2 separate regions of the Sus scrofa genome follow, and region 1 is linked to region 2. A link is a contact called in public Hi-C data. All regions are on one chromosome and are shown on one strand. The core of a region is the stretch at or near the end of the contact, and the rest is flanking DNA. Distances in the headings are between cores, read along the strand shown.

Region 1 (4,266 bases), core at 942-3,441, 220 kb before region 2:
TGCACTGGACTTAAGACTTGATTTACCAAAATCTTTTTTTTTTTTTTTTTCTGCAGCTTTGCAGATCACACAGTTTGTGGGAAAAAAAAAAAAAAAAAAGCTCTACCTCCCCGCGTGTACTTTGATGATGTAGACAGCATGAAGCTGAAGAACTGCACCCATCTCGAAGGTGGAAATAGCTGCCATGTCCATGTGTGCAGAGTCGGTCCAGGCTGTCTTGGCACTGAGTGCCTCACTCCAGCCCCCGCACCTTCGCAGGTAAAGGCCACAAGTTTCTCATGGCCATTTTTGCTTATTTTAATCATTCCAAGATGTCCTAGAAGCCCACTGCACGTCTCCAAGGCTGTCACCCAGTCCGAGGTTCTCTCTTGGCACACTGTGGGCAAAGATTACCTTACCCCCGTGCGTTCTACTGAAAGGCTGCTTGGGAGACGGAACGCATACTGTTCCATCAGACATTCTGCTCCCGCGATATCCACACACTGACTCGCTGTCTCTTGGTTTTATAACCCCAATTACCCTTAAAGGATAATTGGGTTTTAATTTATGTCCCAGTTTTTATGTCACAATCAAAGAAAACTAAAATTTCAGTGAGTCGTAATTATCATCAGCTGTGCTGTGGAAACATTCCAGGGTGAGCTCTCCGTTTCCAATAGGGAAAGCAATTTCCTGAAGTGATTATTGTATACGTCAACGTGGAGCATGGTCTATATTTCTGGGTAGAGCGAGCCAGCAACAGAGCGGGGCAATAATTCCTAGGGAAATGGCCATTTTCTTTGCTAATTCCAGGAGTCAACATGAAAGCCAAAGGGCAATAAATGTGCCACACGATGACTTTTTAATGACCGAGTCCTGCACCTGTTTAGGAGACAGAGATGAAGGCACCTATTACTGGAGGGTCCACGGCGGTAGTAAATCTAATCCCCAGGAAAAGTTCAGGTCAAGAAGCCCCACTGGAGAGAAATGTACAGGGTCAGTCTAAAATTACTGAATGATTCTGTAGTCTCCTGCCTGGAACAATCTGACAGTTAGATATGGGAATTGTGTGCCACCAAAATAGCAAGGATGTGCTCATCATGAGAACATCCACTCCTGGAGACGCAGAGATTCACAGTTTCACCTTTTGCATGTGTAATGCCTGCGGGATATAAATAACTCTCCCCTAAAGCCTTTTTCTTGAGTAGCATATTTGCATAAAGCTGCAGTCTCAGAAGACTTCTGACACCTTTCTTAAAAAAAAAAAGAAAGAAAAAAAGTTGTTCATCTCCTGAAAGAGCAAGCTGATTGAGAGTCACTGAAAGGGGTGGGCCAGGCCCTGTGCCCCACTCTTTTTGCTCGAGCCATGTCCCCAGTCTTCCCCACAACTGCAGAGTTCCTCATGCAGGAGCTAATCTCATTCCCATGTGCAATGGGGCAGACCCACAATTTATTTCATTAATGTCTTTGTTGACTCTCAAGAAAAGCTCACGAAGGGTATTTGGAGGTAAGAGGACTCTGGAACCAAACAGAGGGTGAAGTTTAAGGTCCAGGGGCCACCCACCAGGCACAGAACTTGGGGTAAACTACTAGACGTGTCTCTTGGCTCAAGACTGGGAGGCGGGTTGGTCTGGGAGTGTATTCTCCAATGTTTGAGATCAAGAGCTTGTCAATTCAGAACGTAAAACTCAGAGGAAAAGGCTGGCCTCAAAAATACAACATGCTGCTGAACAAGGGACCCAATGTCAGCTCCAAAAGATCTTCTCAGAAGCAGCTCTGTTAGTCCTCAGAAAGATCTTTAGCTCAAAGGAACTGCTTTAAATCCTCAGAGGAGCTTTTTCCCCCACAGCTAGGGAAAACAGTAATAGGGAGAAGAAATCCTCCCACTAAAGAAATCAATGCTTTCTTTTCAACATCAAACTTGGATCTTATTTCTTCTAAAATGTCAAAAGGGCAAATGCTGAGAACAGTCAGAAGCAAAACTTTTGTGGTTTTGGGAGCAAAAGAATTCTTCGTAATGGCAGATGAGGAGTCACTGCATGGGGCGAGGGTGGATTGGTGGAGTGAGAGAACCTAAGGGCTCACCGCAATTGCCCCTAGTTGAAGAGAAAAGTGAGGAAAGGAGACACCAATTCCAAATTTCAGGGGCAAGTACCCAAAGAGTGCTTTCTTTTGGAATCGAAAAATGTGCGCGCCCTCTAGTGGGCTTCGGGGAAACTGCCACCGCAATCTTGACCATTGCTGCGCGAAGTTTGGGAGGCATAGGGTGTTATAGAAAAGCTCTAGATTCAAATATACTTTAAACTGAGCACATCTTTTGAAACAAATAAGCTAGGTGTTTAATTGGCTCTACTTTTTAAAAAGGGGAAAGTGCTAAAGGGAGACAGAAAGATGCTAAACGTTATGAGAGCATGGATGACGTCTCCAGGGCCCCACTCCCAGTGCTTACACCTGGTGGGGGCTCCACACATTTTGTTGGTTGAATCAGAGTCTGGAAAATAAATGATGATAAAGGTAAACTATTTCACCTAGAAGGATAATAAACTCTTTGAGAATGAAATGAACAATTTCTTCATTTTTATAAATAAGAAAAGAGGGGTGGAGGAGCAGTGGATAGAAAAGTGACTTGTTTTAATGTAACAAATGTAGGAGCTTGAAAATGGAGCTGAAATCCAAGCCCCCTGTTTGTTCTGCTCTCTTTATACAACATCAGTGTTCAAATGTGGGCTCAAACACTGATGGTCGAAGACACGGCATTCAAGAAACCTAGGAATTCCCTGGTGGCTGCAATGGGTTAAGGATCCAGTGTTGTCACTGCTGTTGGGATTCGAACTTGTCTGGGAACTTCGACATGCTGCAGGCATGACCAAAATATACATATAAAGAACATTAACTGAGACAAAATTATAATTTTCAGAAGGAAAAAGAAAGGGGAAAAAAAGATTTGAAAGGAAAAAAAAAGAATCACGTAAGTGTGGAATGGTTCCATTTTTAATTCTTCTTCTAGCCTAAATTTACTGAGAAAACAGTCTCAGTTTAGTACGAATCAGTCTTCAGTTCCTCTCTAACACTTGCTAATCTCCCTTTTGGATGACAACAACAACAAAACAAACAAAAAAACAAAAACAAAAACAAAATGAACCTTAAGCCCAAAGTCATTCCATGAAATGGTTTTATCTAGAACTTAATAACACTTTTTTTGTTTTTATAGTTATTTGTTTTTTTTGAAGAATACTTTCTGCTTAGAGCAAGTGATACTGTTTTTGAAGTAGATATTTTAAAGCTTAGTTTTAAAATATATATTTCTATGTCTTAAAAATCAACTTAAGAAAAAATATTTTTAAATTAAATTCTATTACAGATGTAAGACAGTTATGACAAAAAAAACAATGTAATTGGCATTTGAAGATTTTACATTTGGGCATCATCGCAGTGTTTAGGGGAAAAGCCCAACCTAGCCACAAGGACAAAAGCAGGTAGCAAAGACCCTGTATATAGAAAATGCCACCATATGAATGTATTAATAATGTTTGCTGATCGTTTAGATACCCTTTAAGCTCACAGTCTTTTTCATTCCAGTCTTTCATAGAGCTTGGGAGATGTTGAAAAGGCTAGGTAGATTGAATAGCAGTTGAGTTAAATCTTGAGGCCTGAGTTCACATTCAAGATGGAAAAAAAACCCCAAAACAACAGTATATGCTATTCCAGGCAGAGGAAACAGCATAGGCAAAGTTGTATGGGAATGAGAAGGTACCCAGTATTGGGGTGACAATCATGCTTTCAGACTCCTGTACTGTGGAGGCTCTTTAGTCCCCTCTCCTCCCCATCAGTAGCTTTTACAGAGCTGAAAGACTGGAAAACAATCTTAATTCCCTCATGATTCTCTTGTAAACGAAGATTTGTATGGAACTAAGTATGTGATTAATTCTGGGAATGACACAGTGCCTCAAGGTAAATATGCAACAGCAGACCTGGGTTACATCATAACCTAAGTCAGTCTGAGCAGTGCTGGGTAAGAAGTGAGGTGGAGATTGATCACCCAATGGCTTTCCAGAGATTCCATTTTGAAAGATTTAATTGTAGTGTTTATACCTTGGTAAGTAGATTTCAATGGAAGAACAAAGTGATTACACTTGATAAAGTCTTTCTGCAATAAGGGTTGAGACAAAAAGGTCTTGTTTCTGATGAGCCTGACCTTCCTGGAAAAACTGGTTCATCAGAGCATCCCACTCTTCATGTGGGTCAATTAAGGAGGTTTTATTGCACTCTTTGAGAGCAGGGCACAGAGCC
Region 2 (4,565 bases), core at 736-3,235:
ATAGACAGACAGACAGACAGACGGCTGACTGAGCGGGTGAGTGAGAAGAGCATGAGGAATGACAAGTGCTTCAGAACACCTGACTCCACCCTGGGGAACTGTGCTTCTGTAGCCTTCCATTTTGTCTGATACGCTCTGGAAAGACCAGTAGACAGAGCATACTTCCAGAAGGAAAGCACTTTTTCTATTACTCAAACACAGAAATGCAGAGAATTTGGGAGATAATCAACACCCCTCTTCGCTTCCAGTCCATTCACTGAGCTAACGATGGTCCCTGGGAGTCAGCCCTTCTTCTTCTGATCCCCTTCCCCTGGCCTCGCCCCCTCTCTCCATGGTGTTTCCAGCCTCTCGCACGTTTCTGCAGCATCCCAGCTCCAGCCGGGCATGAGCAGAGCCTCACAATCCTCCACAGGAACAGGCCTGGGGCTTCTAGAAGTTTCAGAGTGGGGCATTGTTGAAATGAACTCTTGCTCATATTCAGTCCATCACATATAATTTAATGTATTATTTACAATGTAAAGAATACCCTGTCAGGGGTATGGGGAACAGAAAACCTCGTTAGTTTACATTGACTTGCCATGTAATTAGGCAGCTGTACTGGTAAAAGTATTCACCTAGAAGAGAAAATAGCCAGTTTTGGTGGAAGGCTCTTGAGTTACCCAGTGAGAATCATGGTTAGTCTCGAACGTTGATTTTTCTGTCTTAAAGTCTCTCTCTCTTTCTCTCAACCAATCAATTCTCTATACTCTTTTATCTCCTGGAAAAAAAAAAATTTCACCACAGCCACTATTTGCATTTCTTCTTCGAGACCTTTGATGCATGAATGCTTCTTGTGTGCAAGCTGGAGCTATGGGGTTTCTGATTCAGGTCAGAGTTACTGAAGCCGAAAAAAAATACGAAAGACAAGAATATGAAAAATTAAAGGTACCGTGAGGTGCTCTCTAGGTTAGGTCAAAGGATGCCTGTTAGGGAGTAGGGCATATCAAATGGATAGCTAGGATGAGGGCTGACCCTAGGAGGGCTGGAGAGACTTGACCTGGTTCTGGAGCCTGCTGGAAAGGCAACCATAGCGCCGGGGCCACAGGGCTGCGCCTCCTGCTCCTCTGCCATTATCTTGTCCCAGCTTCTGTTCCTGGCTTATTTCCCTCTCTCCTTCTTAGGTGGGGTGCTCAGCTGTTCTGGACAACAGAATGGGAAGTGGCTTAGATGCCCTGAAGCCTTGCTTTTGTGGTTCTGATACAGAGCATTAGACCTAATTGAATTTGAAAATAATATAGTAAGATGAAAGGAAATCCCACTTGAGCTCCTCATTTTAAAAAGAGTTAAAAAAAATGATGCGCGCCCAAGACCTGAACCTCAAAGAAGGCCCTCTGGTCCATGGAGGCAGACGGGGCCAGATGTTTTTCCCATCTGTGTTGTCCCTTCTGGCATGGAGGCTGCATGAGGGAGGGAGGCACAGAGCAGCAGAGCAGGCCAGCTTGCTGATGCTGCCCTCTTATTTAGCTCATGGAAATTTCATAGCGTCTAAGGTCTAGCTTTCCCCCTGGATTTGAGGGGAAACCACCTATAGCCCACTTGAACTAGTTTCATGGAAGGAACTTCGATACTGTGCAAAACTTCACCCAAGATTAATTGAACTTGACATCCTGAACGTCCTTTGCATGATGTACTAAGGTAGTATTTTTGAAAATGTCAGTATCTGATCCTTGGTGTGTTTTTTAGATGTCTAAAGTATTCCCAGTTCTCAAATTCCCTTTAAGAGCCTGGAATGCAATACATCTCCGAGTTTTCTTTATTTCGGACGAATCACCACCTCGCTATAGCAAAGCTAAATGTACTCCACATCAACAATTCATCACAGTCATAATTAAAAAAATCCTGAAGGGTATCCAGAGTGGCTGCCTCTGTTCAACACAAACCATTCCCTACTTTACGGGAAGTCAGGATCATGGGCCAGCTTTACATTAAATGGAAAGTGGACGCTACCATCTTGTGGACAAAATATATATAACACTGAAATCTGCTCGGGACTGCTTACCTTTCTTGGCATTACAGCGACCACCTCTCTCGTTCTGGATTCCCCCCAGGCCGTCATGATGACCGTCCCTTGCAGGTTGGAACTTCGGCCTTAAGTGGTCTTTGTCACCAGCATGAAGAAATGGGAGTTTACTGAGAAAATCGTGGAACACCAATGCCAGAGACCTGTGTCCTCATGTAACATTTTGACTCTGGCTTCTAGTTTTCATTTTTCCAATTGCAAATTGGCCCTGGTCGCCTCGTATGAGACACCTAAGTTTCTGGGTGGTATTGACTGGGTTAGGTTTACACAGTATCCTGTGGAGTTGAATGTTTTAATACCAAGATGAATCAGTTTATTAATTGGTTATTTTCTATTGAATGTGCAGATTGGTTAATTTTCTCCTGAATTATTTTTACACACACACACACACTAACTCCACACGCAGATACACACATTTCCCACTGGCCATGGTCCTAGAGGAATGACCTTCTAGAACGTGGAAACATGAAAAGTGTCATCACAGCTGAATAAAGAGGAAGACACAGAACCCCAGCATCCTAGGGTGGACAAGGACCTCCAAGTTCATCAAACCCAATCCCTTTTCTAATGTCTGCATCGCTTGTACAATATCCAGCCATTCTTTGAACCTCTCCTTCTAGAATATAAGAAGGTACTGGCAGTGGTAACCTCATGTGTAAAAGACAGGGAACCAGGTTTCTAGTACACATTTCCATGGATACATTTTTTTTTTGTTACTACACAGAGAGATGATTGAAATTAAGCTAGGCTCTAGAGAATCTCTGTGGAAGAGCCTATAAATATCAGTCTCTTTTCCCTGATGTAGAGGTCGTGGTCTGTTTATAGTATGCTACATGGCTGTTGCCCACTGGAGCCTTAAAAGATCTAAAGTTAGAACTTTCCAGTGTTAAAGTTCTTTCATCTCTCAGGGAAGCACGATATCTACCATAAGCTGAAGATGTTTTATTCCATCAGTTCTTTCTTTAAGCCGCACATCTAAGGGATAGCTGCGTGTGTGTGGTCCATATATTTTTCTTACCCAGGAAACTCATGACTTGCACGTTGGTCATAGAGCAAGGCACCACTTAAGAAAGCATCATTATGTTTATTTTGGGGGGGAGCACATAATATAACCAGTCTTTCATTGTTTTCCTGGCTGTGTAAAAGGAAATAATTTCATATCTTCTCCGTCTCCCACAGAGAAATTGCAGAGATTGTGGTAGCACCATCCCTCCTTAGTCTCACTAATCTTAGGGTTTCTCTCTCGATGGCAATTTTGCTCTAGAGAGGGGAGCCTAATTCGAAAGAAATAGCTTCGCCTTCACTTTACTGTCGTTGTTGAAGCACTAAGTTTCTGGAGATAGAAAAGCTCGGAAACCACCACAACAATGACAAAAACAGTGACAAAGACAGGCAGGGCCTGAGCAGGGATCTGTTGTCAGTACTGGCTCTAGGAAGGACACGTGAGAATTGGAAATTTTACTTCCCATACTTGAGTTCCAGGCCTTCCCGATCCATTTCACTTGTCTTCGCATTTTTTATTTTCTTGATCTCCCTCCTCCAGGGTCTTTGGTTTGTTTGGTTGTTTATTTTCACTCCATCCCGTGGTCAAAAGTATAACTGTAGTCTCTGAAGGGAGGTAAATTCTTTAAAAGGTCCAAGGAAGCTCTGAAAAGAAAGCTAAAATAGAAACTGTGCCTTGGTTAGCTGTGAAACCACCAGTGCTAACGTACCTTAAAATTAGTAAGAAAATGTCCCAAATCTGATAAGAAGGAACTTCCTGTTTTGTACTGTTTTCCACAATTTAGACATGGTGTTTTCAGTTTCCAGATATTTTTATGTGAACAATGGATTAATACTACTTTATCAGAAACATTTCACGGCTCTTCTTATGCTTCAGGCACTGCTGCATTCTTACCTATAGTTTTGGGATAACTTAAGTTACTCTGGTTTCCAGTCGAAGTTATCTCCAAATTAATAAAGGAACTCGATGGGAAAACAAGTCTCAATGTCCAGAAGGTCACTGGACAGTCAGCTCTTTATGCTCTTCTTCATTCTGTATTTGAAAACTCTGTGTAATAGACACAAAAGATAATCTGAGAGCTAAAGGCATTATATAAATTCCAAACAAGCTCAAGGATGGGACGAATGACATTGTTTATTGAATGTCTGTGATTTAACAGGTAGTCTGCCAAGAGTTCCATTTATAGAAAAAGTCTTCTCCATCTCCATCTCAAGCTCGGTGTCTGTAAACGGCTTGCCCAAGTCACAGAGTTAGAAGTATGACCTGGACACGTAGAGCCCACACCCTGCTTAGGCCATGCATGTGGTGCCTGCATAAAGATGGAAGTGTGGCCTGGGTGAGTTTCGATAGAAGAGTACATTTCATAATGCATGCCATCCACCTAGAGCATTTCCAGTGACCATTTGGCTCTGTAGGATTGGCTCTCGGGAGGGAAGTTGAAGTTGGCGATCATAGATTTTGTGGTCACCTGCAAAAATGCCAGACCTGACACTATGAGAAGGG

Evidence for each region. A called contact is a pair of places that touch in the nucleus more often than the background predicts.
Region 1: a Hi-C map of embryonic fibroblasts shows a contact between it and region 2, with 2.9 times the contacts expected there. The contact joins two enhancer-like sites. A contact is called at or near these places in 4 of 47 Hi-C or Micro-C datasets (embryonic fibroblasts, epiblast stem cells, fetal skeletal muscle and 1 more) and 1 of 2 datasets of contacts at active chromatin or transcription factors (skeletal muscle).

Annotation. Positions count from the first base shown.
Region 1 is chr5:81,770,391-81,774,656 of Sscrofa11.1, reverse strand. It overlaps a transcript of IGF1 not described here. Among named protein-coding and RNA genes, the nearest start is that of IGF1, 8.7 kb to the left of the region's middle. Within about 2 kb of position 2,191, at least 8 of the 83 cell types and tissues checked have an H3K27ac peak or open chromatin away from gene starts, as enhancers often do. A contact at or near this core is called in embryonic fibroblasts, where this site is marked.
Region 2 is chr5:81,547,836-81,552,400 of Sscrofa11.1, reverse strand. LOC106510404 (a long non-coding RNA gene) reads right to left here. Exons shown (of 6, transcript XR_002344191.1): 4 at 3,531-4,109; 5 at 2,039-2,137; 6 at 1-1,178. Among named protein-coding and RNA genes, the nearest start is that of PAH, 160 kb to the right of the region's middle. Within about 2 kb of position 1,985, at least 1 of the 83 cell types and tissues checked has an H3K27ac peak or open chromatin away from gene starts, as enhancers often do. A contact at or near this core is called in embryonic fibroblasts, where this site is marked.